2 separate regions of the Mus musculus genome follow, and region 2 is linked to region 1. A link is a contact called in public promoter capture Hi-C data. All regions are on one chromosome and are shown on one strand. Each heading gives the region's core, a stretch centred on a gene start, on an enhancer-like site or on the middle of the called end of the contact. The rest is flanking DNA. Distances are from core to core; before and after follow the strand shown.

Region 1 (5,856 bases), core at 2,100-4,599:
ACCCCTTTTAGAGTAAGTGCAGAAATGTTAGGAGTTCATAGCCACCCTTTAATAAAACCGAGGATGGACTGGGCTACTTAACACCTTGTTACACACTCAAAGATACCCCGGAGTGCAGTGTGGCACTCCCAGTACTTCAGGAGTGAAATCTTTTAAGAGACCCAACTAAAGTTTCCCAAGCTGCTGCAGGTCACCTTAGCAAGCTGAACCCAACAACACACCAAACACCCATTTCCACACCAAGAGACTAATCAGAATAAATTTTTACATTCAGTTAAAGTTGAGGTCTCAGAAATCTGTCATGCTCTATGCCAGGTAAATGAACACTCCCTTACAATGCTGTTCCTTAGACCATGTGACATCAAGGATTGGACAGTCACTTACATAGTTCTTGACTTCCCGTCGAGCATTAGCATCAATAGCGAGCCACCTCTGCTGGTATTGTGCCTTGATATCTGGATCTTTCGATGTCAAAGAGTTCTTAATTTGTAGACCAGCTGCAACTCTGGCAACCTGACTGTTTCCTGGGTTTGCCAGCACTCTGGACAGTTCCACAAGGAACGTGGGCTGTGGAGAAGGTGCATTTGCAAGCATATTAGCAATTTCCCCTTGCTTATAAAGTACTAAACTAGAGAAGCACACAAAATTTAGATCAAATCAAGGTATCTCAGGAAACTGGGAAATCTCTCTTTGAAATAGTACCTGCCTAGACTCAACATTGAAGAGGTTTCCTTGGGTTCAAAAAGTTAAGGCCTGACTAAGCAACAAAAGCCACTTCAAGGACAAGTCACCTGCTATATGAAGAAACAGATTCCTCCTATCAAGAACATGTTTTGAGCCCAAGTCTAATAAATATCTCCCCAGAATTAAAGGCAAGTCGATGCCTGGTGACACGGCAATCCTAGTGACAACTTTCTCCAAGCATGTACAACAATGTCCAGTACTGCAAATCAGCTCAACGAAAAGAATTCTTGAAAAGTATATTAAAAAAAAAAAAATCTTGTTCAAAAACATCAGGACAGCCCTGTGATCTCATGTAAGGCATCCTTTCTAACATATGTGTGCCAGTCTAACATACATGTAAGACCGAGTCCTCCGTGTTTTAGTTCTGCATGTTCAACAAAAGGGATCTGTAAGCCAAAGTGTTAACTAGTTTTCAGAAATTGAAAGAATATGACAATGTGAATGATGAATTGTCAAGAGAAATTGGTTTCATCCCAGCACTTAGGAGGCAGAGGCAGGTGGATTTCAGAGTTGGGAGACCAGTCTGGTCTACAGAAAGTGAGTTCCAGGATAGTCAGGGCTATATAGAGAAATCCTGTCTTGACTCCCCCCCGCCCAAAAAAAAAAAAAAAAAAAAGAGAGAGGGGAAAAAAAAAAAAAAACTGGCTTCATTTAGAAGCAGAACATACCAGGGAGCCTATGGTGTTTTGGACCTAATGTGAACTAACAATGAATCATCCAAAAATCTATGTTTTGAAATACAGGTCCAAAAGATAATCATCTATAACACCCCCCTTCCTCTTTCTGAGCATACAGAGGCACACACAGGGGGGTGGGCCTGTACGTAATCTGTCCAATCAGGAATGTTATAGAAGGCCAAAGTAGACACTTTTTTTAGTGTTAGCAAACTCTTCAAACACAGGAGATAATTCTCAATGTAAGCAAACTCTACAGTAGGCTCAGAACACAATTCTCCAATTTCTATTCTGTGCCACTGAAGAGTTAGGAGCAGGAAAAAGGGCTTCTTGCAAAGTAGCAAAAGCAAAACCAAGAATATACTATGAGCAGAATTCTCAGTCTACACTAAAAAGGAAATGCTTGGAAAGGTGTGAGATAAAAAAACCTTAACACAAGTCGCTTACCTCTCCACCAAAAGTGGTCAGTACAAATCAGATATGTCGCTGTATGGATGTTACTATTTTGCAAAGCTCTCACAAAGGACATTGGGTTACAATGTTTTTTTTCACTTTTTAAAACTTCCTACCTTTAAAGAGACTTTCCATATCATCCACGCTTCCCTCCCCTTCCCCCAAAAAGGAGAGGAGAAACATTCTGGCAATAGGCTGCTTCAATAATCCCACATTTTCCTATACAAAAGTCAGTCACTTTTTCTTTTCTCAAATGTACTTCTTAAATCCGAAAGTATGAAAAACGGGGTTACATTTGTGATTTATCAGAGAATAGGCTCAATCTCAGAAATGAGCCTCAGCCTGAGATCCTTAAAGATGAGTTCTCTGAAAACCTAAGTCCAAACAGAACATTCGTGCACTTAGACCAGGAATGGGATAATAATGGGCAAGAAAAAGAAAAAAATTGTGGCAATGGGTCCAGAGGTGGTCGGGTGCCAGGCGTGGCCATGAGCACAGACCAAGGGAGCTGGGGAAGGGTAGGGCTCTGGGAAGTAGTTGCATACTGCCTCAAAACCAGGGGACAGGAAGGAGAGGCCGGCCGCAGCCAGTACAAGGCAGGCGGCAGGGCGCAGAGCTTCCACATGGCCCCTAGGCCCGGCTCCCCAACCCCCACCCTTGCTGAACACGCAGCGCCATGCAACCTAACTTCCCTTCCCTCCCTCTTTCTCCCTCCCGCAGCACCGCCGCCCTCAGGCCGCGTGGCGATTGGACGGCGATCACCCCGGCGCGCCTCGCTATTGGCCAGACGCGGGGCTCGGGGCGGGACACACCCACCGGCTTCCCGATGGCGGGGTTAGGTTGGGCCGGGCGGGGGGGTAGGGGGACGAGCTGGGGCGGGGTGGGTTCCTGAGGCCTGGGCCTCCAGGAGGGCGGGAAGGGCCGCACGCAGGGATGGGGACGCGGCGGGATGGGGCGCGGCGGGGCGGCACGCACCAGATTCTCCACGGCCGCACGCTCGAGGAACTTCTGCGCCGCTTCCAGCTCCAGCCGATCTGCCGGGAGAGATGGGGGGAGAGGCAGCGGGGTCAGAGGGGCCACCCCCTCCCCCACCCCGGTCACCTCGGCCCGACCCCCCGGCCCCGAGTCCTACCCGGAGACACGGTCTTCTCGAGGATGGTTATGAGCTCCATGGCGGAGGTGACGGCGGCGGGGACTCCTCGCAAGACGGCGGCCCGGCCTGTCGGGCGGCGGCTCCGACTGGGGATGGGGGTTGGGGGTCGGGTGGGAAGGGAGGGTGGGGTGGGGGGTGGGGGTCACCACAAGCCCATTCACCGGCTGCCTCTGGCCAGGCGCTCCGGCTCCCCTTCCTCCCCGCTCTCCTTCCTTCCTTCCGCCCTCCTAATGTGCTAGGCGGCAGCAGCTGCTCCTCTGGCGGCGGGGGAGGGACCCCGGGGGCAGCTCGGAGCGCGGCTGCTGCTCGGGCGGCGGAGGGAGAAAGGAAGGGCGGCAGTGAGTGAGTGAGAGGCGGATCGCAGGGAGGGAGAGAGATCGAGGGAGGGAGGCGGAGGGATATCCTTGCCGGACCTCTCCGCGGCGGCACCGCGCTGCCCAGCGATTGGCTACGGCCGGGGCCACGCGGAACCCCCGATTGGCCGGACGGCTAGCGTTGAAGGGCCGCCACGCGCCCATTGGCCTGCGGGCTTCAAGGTCCGGTTGGCTGGGCGGGCAGCGGGATGGGGCGTGCTTATTGGTCGAGGGGAGGGGCTCTGGGGTGGGGCAGGTAAGAGCGCGCCGCTGATTGGGCTGGCCCGGTAAAGGCCTTCGGGCTCAGCCCGGCTGTGCGCGGGGAGAAGGGTGGGCGGAAGGTAAAGGCTCCAGGCGCGTCGGATTGGCTGGGATCCTGGACGTTGATAGGACGGGGCGCCGGGAGAACTGAAGCGAGGAGTTCGGGGTCGCCGCCGCGCGGAAAGGCGGGAGGCGCCCAGGCTCTTAGGAGTCTGGCGCGGAGCACGACGGGACGCCTCCGGGGTGGGGCGGAGCTGCGCGCGAGTGGCTCGGACTGCGCGCTACGGAGAGCCGTCACTCGCCGCGGTGTACGGAAAGCGAGCCTTTCGCGGGCCTCGGAGGGGGCGGGGACGGGAACCGTTAAAGTCCTGCGCCGCGCCCACAGGAAGCTGCCTTCATGGTGAGGTCGGCTTGCTGCCGCGCTCTGTGCGGAACCGGACCATGAGAACCACGTGGTTCACCTTCCAACGTGCGGATTTGCAAACTGAAGCCCAGAGAGAGAGTGGAGCCTGTCCAAGGTCACACAGCCCATTCCAGACTCGAGCAGAGCTGGCTTCAGGCGCCCCTAATTGCCCTTGGAGACCCCGTCGGGGCCCTGGACTGTTAACAAAGTTTCGCGGAGGCGCGTCCTTAGACCACTTAGCAGTTCCCATAAAGCTTTGATGTCCAGACTTCGTTTACAAGATCTGTGTAGTATTATATAAAGAACGTGTGCATTGACGAGCTGTAGCGACACACCTGCCATCTCAGTATCCCGAAGCCTGAACTACAGTCTGAGATCTTGTTTCAAAAACAAAAAACAAATACAACAAACAAGATAAAAATACGTTGCATATAGTTGCTTAACATTCCCCTCCCCTCATTTGGATACCCAGCTGCAAGTCATGGGGGGATTAGGAGCATATGGGTCAAAATAGCATGTAAATTGTATTGTTTTTAAGGTGTAAAGAAATTGCCCTACACTAGCCACACTTTGGAAACTTGGGATTTAGTGTTCTCTGAAACACTTAAAGTCATAGCCTCGTGGGGTTTTTTAATTGTGTGTATTTTCTGCCTGTAATGTATGTTTCCAATGGCTTCATGTATAGATATGTTCTGAATACTTCCACATCTTATCCTGATTTTAAGAAAGATTTTTTTGTTTACTATGCAAGCATAATTTTTGTTTGGCTGTGATTTGTTGGTTGGGTTGGGTTGCCCCCCTCCCCCCACGGTGGGGGGGGGCGGAGCCAGGTGGTTTCTCTGTATAGCCCTGGCTGTCCTGGAACTCATTCTGTAGATTAGGCTGGCCTTGAACTCAGAGACCCACCTGCTTCTGCCTTCAGAGTGCTGGGATTAAAGGCATGGGCCACCAAGATTGCCCAGGAAATGAGTTCTATTGTAATGTATTCATTAGAATGTAATTCGATTTTTCTTTTTTGTGAGTTTATTCTGTTCTGCCTCTTTCAGACAGGATCTCTAGCCTAGAACTCAATATGTATCTCAGACTGGCTTCAATATTTCTGTAGCCTCCCTTCCTTGGAGTCCTGAGTGCTGGAATTACCCATGGTGCTCTCTCTCCACTGTAAGCATGTGCACACACCTACATGCAGAAGCATGCTGGTCCTGTGCCTCCGTAACTCTGATTCTCAAGACAAAAGGCAGACTTAATGCTATAGAAACTTGAAGTTTTGCAACAAGGAATGTAGGCCCGGCTGGAGAGATGGCTCAGCGGATAAGAGCACTGACTGCTTTTCCGAAGGTCCTGAGTTCAAATATCAGCAACCACATGGTGGCTCACAACCATCCGTAAAGAGATCTGACGCCCTCTTCTGGAGTGTCTGAAGACAGCTACAGTGTACTCACATATAATAATTAAATCTTAAAAAAATAAAAAAGAGCTGGGCTTGGTAGTGGACGCCTTTAATCCCAGCACTTGGGAGGCAGAGGCAGGCAGATTTCTTGAGTTTGAGGCCAGCCTGGTAAGAAAGAAAGAAATGTAGGCCCATCATTCCTCATACAGTATTTCAATAATTTACCTAGTGATTTCCTCTAGCTTATCAGCTCCCTAACCCCAACCTTTTGCTCTCAACTAGGAGGACTGCTCTGTATGTGTGGCTTTAAGTCAATGATGGGGAAGCTGGGAATGTATATCAGAGGGGTTGCTTAGTGCATTAACTAGCAGTCCTCCGTAGTTTTATCAGTCCACAGGAATGGGTGCCTTGGAGAAGTAGATATA
Region 2 (5,040 bases), core at 2,239-4,738, 3.1 Mb after region 1:
AGCTTTCTCTGGCTCAGGGAGCTCCCTGAAACGGCTGTGGTAGAGAATGAGGACCACCAAGACCCAGGAGAATTGGAAAGAACGGGACAAGAAAGTGGGGTTCAGGGAAAAGCAGGCCAAGGGAGGGGAACACACACAGAGTGTGTGCAGAGTGATTATAAAAGGCCTGTGGGGGCCAGGCGTGGTGGCGCAAGCCTTTAACCCCAGCACTTGGGAGGAAGAAGCAGGTGAATTTCTGAGTTCGAGGCCAGCCTGGTCAACAGAGTGAGTTCCAGGACAGCCAGGGATACACAGAGAAACCCTATCTCAAAAAACGAAACCAAAAAAAAAAAAAAAAAAGAAAGAAAGAAAGAAAGAAAGAAAGAAAGAAAGAAAGAAAGAAAGAAAGAAAAGAAAAGGCCTGTGGGGGTGGACTTTACTGAAAAAAACTGGCACTAAAACTGTTGCTATGGAAATGGAGGAAGGGGACTAGAATCTGGTCTCACACAACACAGAGAACTGAACTCTGGGTAGATCTCTCTAACAGAGCCATAACGGAGAGCGTAAAGGTTCCCAGGCTGCCAGGCTGGGGCATCAGGTCTTCAAGTTTGGATGAATAGTATTGAGATGCACATGACATACATACACATACACATACACACACACACACACACACACACACAACATATATGTTCCTTTTCCAGACATCTAGGGAGCTAAATTATTTAAATCCCAATATTTTTTTAGAGCCCTTGCTCCATGGCACATCCTGTATGCAAAGCATTTGGGAAACAGAGTCAGAGAATAAGGAGTTAAGAGCCAGCCAAGGCTGTATGACACCCTGCCTCAAAAAAAAAGAAAAAAAGAAAGAAAAGGGGGTGGGGGTGCCAATCATGTAGTAAATAAGAAAACATTTAGGGGTGTGCTGAAGAGGTGGCCCAGCAGTTAACAGCACTTTACAGTTCTTGCAGAGGACTCAGGTTCCATTCCCAGCATTCTCTTCTGGCCTCTGAAGACCTCAGTCCCATGCGTGCAGGCAAACATTCATACACACTTATCTTTACTTCTTACTTTTATTTTTATGTATATAGGTGTTTTTCGTGTGTGTGTGTGTGTGTGTGTGTGTGTGTGTGTGTGTGTGTGTGTGTGTCTGCACGTCACAAGCATACAGTGCAGGCCAGAAGAAGGTCAGACCTCCTGGGGCCAGAGTTACTGCTCGCTAGGAACCACCATGTGAGGCATGGGATTAGAACTCAGATTCTCTCAAAGAGCAGACAGTCAGTCATCTCTCCAGCCCTGAAAAAAATGAGTGCATCTTCAAAACAAAACAAAACAAAACAAAACAAAACAAAACAAAACACCTCTCAGGACTACTTGCCCAGCATGACCCTTGGACTCAATCCCCAGGACACCCCCCCCCTCAATAAAATCCTTTCATGTCCACCTTTTCCTCCCTGGGGAATGTTCTGTTTGATGAGTTTCTGCCCTGCTCCACAGCATCTTATAAACTCAGGCCACGATGCCACCGCCTTACCGGTCTTATCTAACCAGCTCATCTGAAGGAGCAGCCTGGGTCTGTGGCACTTGTCACACCAGCTCAATTCTTTCCCCAGCACCTCTCTCGACCCAGTATTATTAGTCTGTTTATTTTCTGCCTGTCCAGGAGGTCAGGGAGACTGATGACCTGTGCATAAACTGACTGTTCACGAGGCCAGCACACAAGTTTTTACTGTTGCTGTTTTAGTTTAGTTTGGTTTGTTTGCTTTAAGAGACAGTGTTTCTCTGTGGTAACAAACAGCCCTGGTTGTCCTGGGACTTGTTCTATAAACTAGGCTGGCCTTGAACTCAGAGATCTGCCTACCTCTGCCTCCTGAGTGCTGGGACTAAAGGCGTGTGCCACCACACCTGACTAAGCTTGCAAGTTTTTGTTGGAATTGTGTGGTGCTTTTTGGCATTTTTTTTCTCTGTTGTATTTGTTTTGGGCCTTTTGGTTTTTTGTTTGTTTTTTTTTTTTTTTCGAGACAGTGTTTCTCTGTATAGATAGCCCTGGCTGTCCTGGAACTCACTTTGTAGACCAGGCTGGCCTCTAACTCAGAAATCCACCTTCCTCTGCATCCCAAGTGCTGGGATTAAAGGTGTGTGCCACCATCCAGCAGTTTCTTGTTTTGAAAGTCTCATTGTATAGATCTGCTGGGTCTCAAACTCGCAGGCATCTATCTGCCAGCCTCTGCCTCACAAGTGCTAAGATCAAAGGCGTGCCCCACCACACCCGGCCTATTTTTCTGGTTCTTCAGAGACAGTAGCCAGTCTAGTACTGAATTCACTTGACCTTGAACTTTTTCCTCTGGCTTCCTTCTCCTGAGAGCTGGGATGTACCACCATACCTAGAAGTTGGCAGTATTTTTAAGTTAAGAGATTTTATATAAAGCACCCACTCTTTGGGGAGCATTTGAATAAAGTCTGACACAGTAGTTATCAGCCTCTGGTTCTCCTATTGGCCCCCACAAACCCAGTTACATCACACTTGGCTGTCTCTTTTTTTTTTTTTTTTTTTTTTTCGGTTTTTCGAGACAGGGTTTCTCTGTATACCTTGGCTGTCCTGGAACTCACTCTGTAGACCAGGCTAGCCTCGAACTCGGAAATCCGCCTGTCTCTGCTTCCCAAGTGCTGGGATTAAAGGTGTGCGCGGTGGCACTTGCCTTTAATCCCACCACTCATGGGGCAAAAGCAGACCCCATGTGGCCAGCCTGGTCTATAGAGTTCCAGCACAGCCAAAACCCTGTCTTGAAAAAACAAAAAGAAAGGTTAACTGCTTTGAAAAAAATATTCACCTAGACTCTACAAAGGCTTTACCTCACACACAGGCTTGTAGGACAAAAGGCATCCTGTGAGGCTTGGACATTTTTTTCCTGGGGTCCCCACTCCTACCTAAGGGACTACTTCCTTCCTTAGAAGAATTAATCTAAATAATAATTTTTGGTTACCAATTTTAAAACATGCTAATCCAAATGATACCCTATATAAGGTCCAAATTTTGATCACGTTATTTTATGCTGATTAAATGGCTATATCTGTGAATACGTGCAGAGAAGGGTAGGTTGATGGGTGGCTGGATCAGTCGAATTTTGGAGGACCCGCACGTAATTACCCTTTAAAGCAAATCGATCCTCACCCTAAGACCCATCTCAGAGCTAGTGCCAGGACCCCAACAGGGTCAAGATGGTAGAACGTGCGGTAGGCGCAGGCGCGCTCGAAACCTCCGCCAGTTTTCGCGGCCGCTCAGACAACTACCATGCCCACTGCGCAAGCGCGCAGGCGGACCAAGCTTTCCCTCCCCCCTCTCGCCCCTCCCTGAGTCAACAGAACATCCTTTCCAGGCCAAACCCAGTGCGCACGCGTCAAGCCTTGACTCCGCCCCCCGACCAATAGGAAGCCGCAGCGCTCGGGCGTCCGGGAGCTTGACTCCATGGGTGGGGCCGAGACGTGAGGGCAGCGCGCTGGCGTCACAGGGGCGGCTATATAAGTGAATACAGGCGCCGCCCCTCCGCCCCAGTCACTGAGCCGCCGCCGAGGACTCAGCTGCCTCCCCCTCGAGCCCCCTCGCTTCCCGACGCTCCGTCCCCCCCGCCCGCCTTCTCCCGCAGCCGCCTTCCGCAGGCCGTTTCCACCGAGGAAAAGGAATCGTATCGTATGTCCGCTATCCAGAACCTCCACTCTTTCGGTGAGCCTGGGGAAGGTCGCGCGGGCCTGGGGGGGGGGTGGCGGGGTCGGAGCTCGGAGAGCCGCCGAGCGCGGCGAGCCCATCTTAGCTCGGGCTGGAGGGGTGGTGATGCCCGTGGAACCGAGATCTGCGCCCAGGGTCGACCTCTGAGGGTGCCCGGAAGAAACGGGTGGGAGGTGAGCCCTTGGGCGGGCCCGGCGTCTCGGGTGGCGCATTTACTAATGGCTCCTGCCTCTCGGCGAGCCACACCCGCCCCCTCCCGCCACCCCTGCGTCATGTCCTCTACGTCACCGTCGTTGTCTCGGAGCTGGGAGGGAAGGCCCCGCCTCGGGAGCCTGGCTTCCGGTAGGTTGCATCAGCCGGGTGGGGCGCTGCCTGCCCACTAGGTCTCTCCAGCACGTGATCAGCCTTGGCGGGAGGGCTGGCCTAGAGCAGAAAGCTAGCTCTAGTACTGGCCAGTTCCCGGAGGGACAACAAAGGACACCTCCGGATTATTTCTTCACAGACCCCTTTGCTGATGCAAGTAAGGGTGATGACCTGCTTCCTGCTGGCACTGAGGATTATATCCATATAAGAATTCAACAGAGAAACGGCAGGAAGACCCTTACCACTGTCCAAGGGATCGCTGATGATTACGATAAAAAGAAACTAGTGAAGGCGTTTAAGAAGGTGGGTCTGCTGTGGAGAGAGCACGTTGTATGGTCTACCAAGGGAGAGGGTGCAAACGTCAAGGGAGTCCGTGTTGATGGCATGGCCTCTTAGATGCTGCATCCTTTTGTCCTTGCAGAAATTTGCCTGCAATGGTACTGTAATTGAGCATCCAGAATATGGAGAAGTAATTCAGCTACAGGGTGACCAGCGCAAGAACATATGCCAGTTCCTGATAGAGGTGAGTTTAGGCCGCCCTCAATGCATTATGGGTTTCCTGAATTTCTAATCCTTACAGTTGAGCTTTTAAATACATGTAGACATTCCCACTTTCAAACAGTACTTGGGGGTGGCATAGGGAAGTTTTAGTAACAGTGGTCAATTGAACCATTGTGTCTACTGGGATAGACTGAAGTACTCTTCTTTATTGGGACTCCTTGCAAGGTGTATATGGGAGAATCTGTTGACGTCATGTAACCTGTCCCTCTCCCTTGTCCTCTTTTTGCAGATTGGGCTGGCTAAGGACGATCAGCTGAAGGTTCATGGGTTTTAAGTGCTTGTGGCTCTCTGAAGCTTAAGTGAGGATTTCCTTGCAATGAGTAGAATTTCCCTTCTGTCCCTTGTCACAAGTTTAAAAACCTCACAGCTTGTATAATGTAATCATTTGGGGTCCGCTTTTAACTTGGACTAGT

Evidence for each region. Promoter capture Hi-C pulls out the DNA fragments that hold promoters and counts their contacts.
Region 2: a promoter capture Hi-C map of pre-B cells shows a contact between it and region 1, with 10 times the contacts expected there. The contact joins the promoter of Eif1 here to the promoter of Kpnb1 in region 1. A contact is called at or near these places in 1 of 39 promoter capture datasets (pre-B cells) and 1 of 484 Hi-C or Micro-C datasets (CD8 T cells).

The regions. Positions count from the first base shown.
Region 1 is chr11:97,184,543-97,190,398 of GRCm38.p6, forward strand. It overlaps Kpnb1 (karyopherin (importin) beta 1), which reads right to left and starts at 3,350. Exons shown (of 22, transcript NM_008379.3): 1 at 3,004-3,350; 2 at 2,847-2,905; 3 at 385-567. The coding sequence starts at 3,043.
Region 2 is chr11:100,316,461-100,321,500 of GRCm38.p6, forward strand. Eif1 (eukaryotic translation initiation factor 1) reads left to right here and starts at 3,489. Exons shown (of 4, transcript NM_011508.2): 1 at 3,489-3,700; 2 at 4,206-4,369; 3 at 4,488-4,589; 4 at 4,857-5,040. The coding sequence starts at 3,670. The coding sequence ends at 4,901.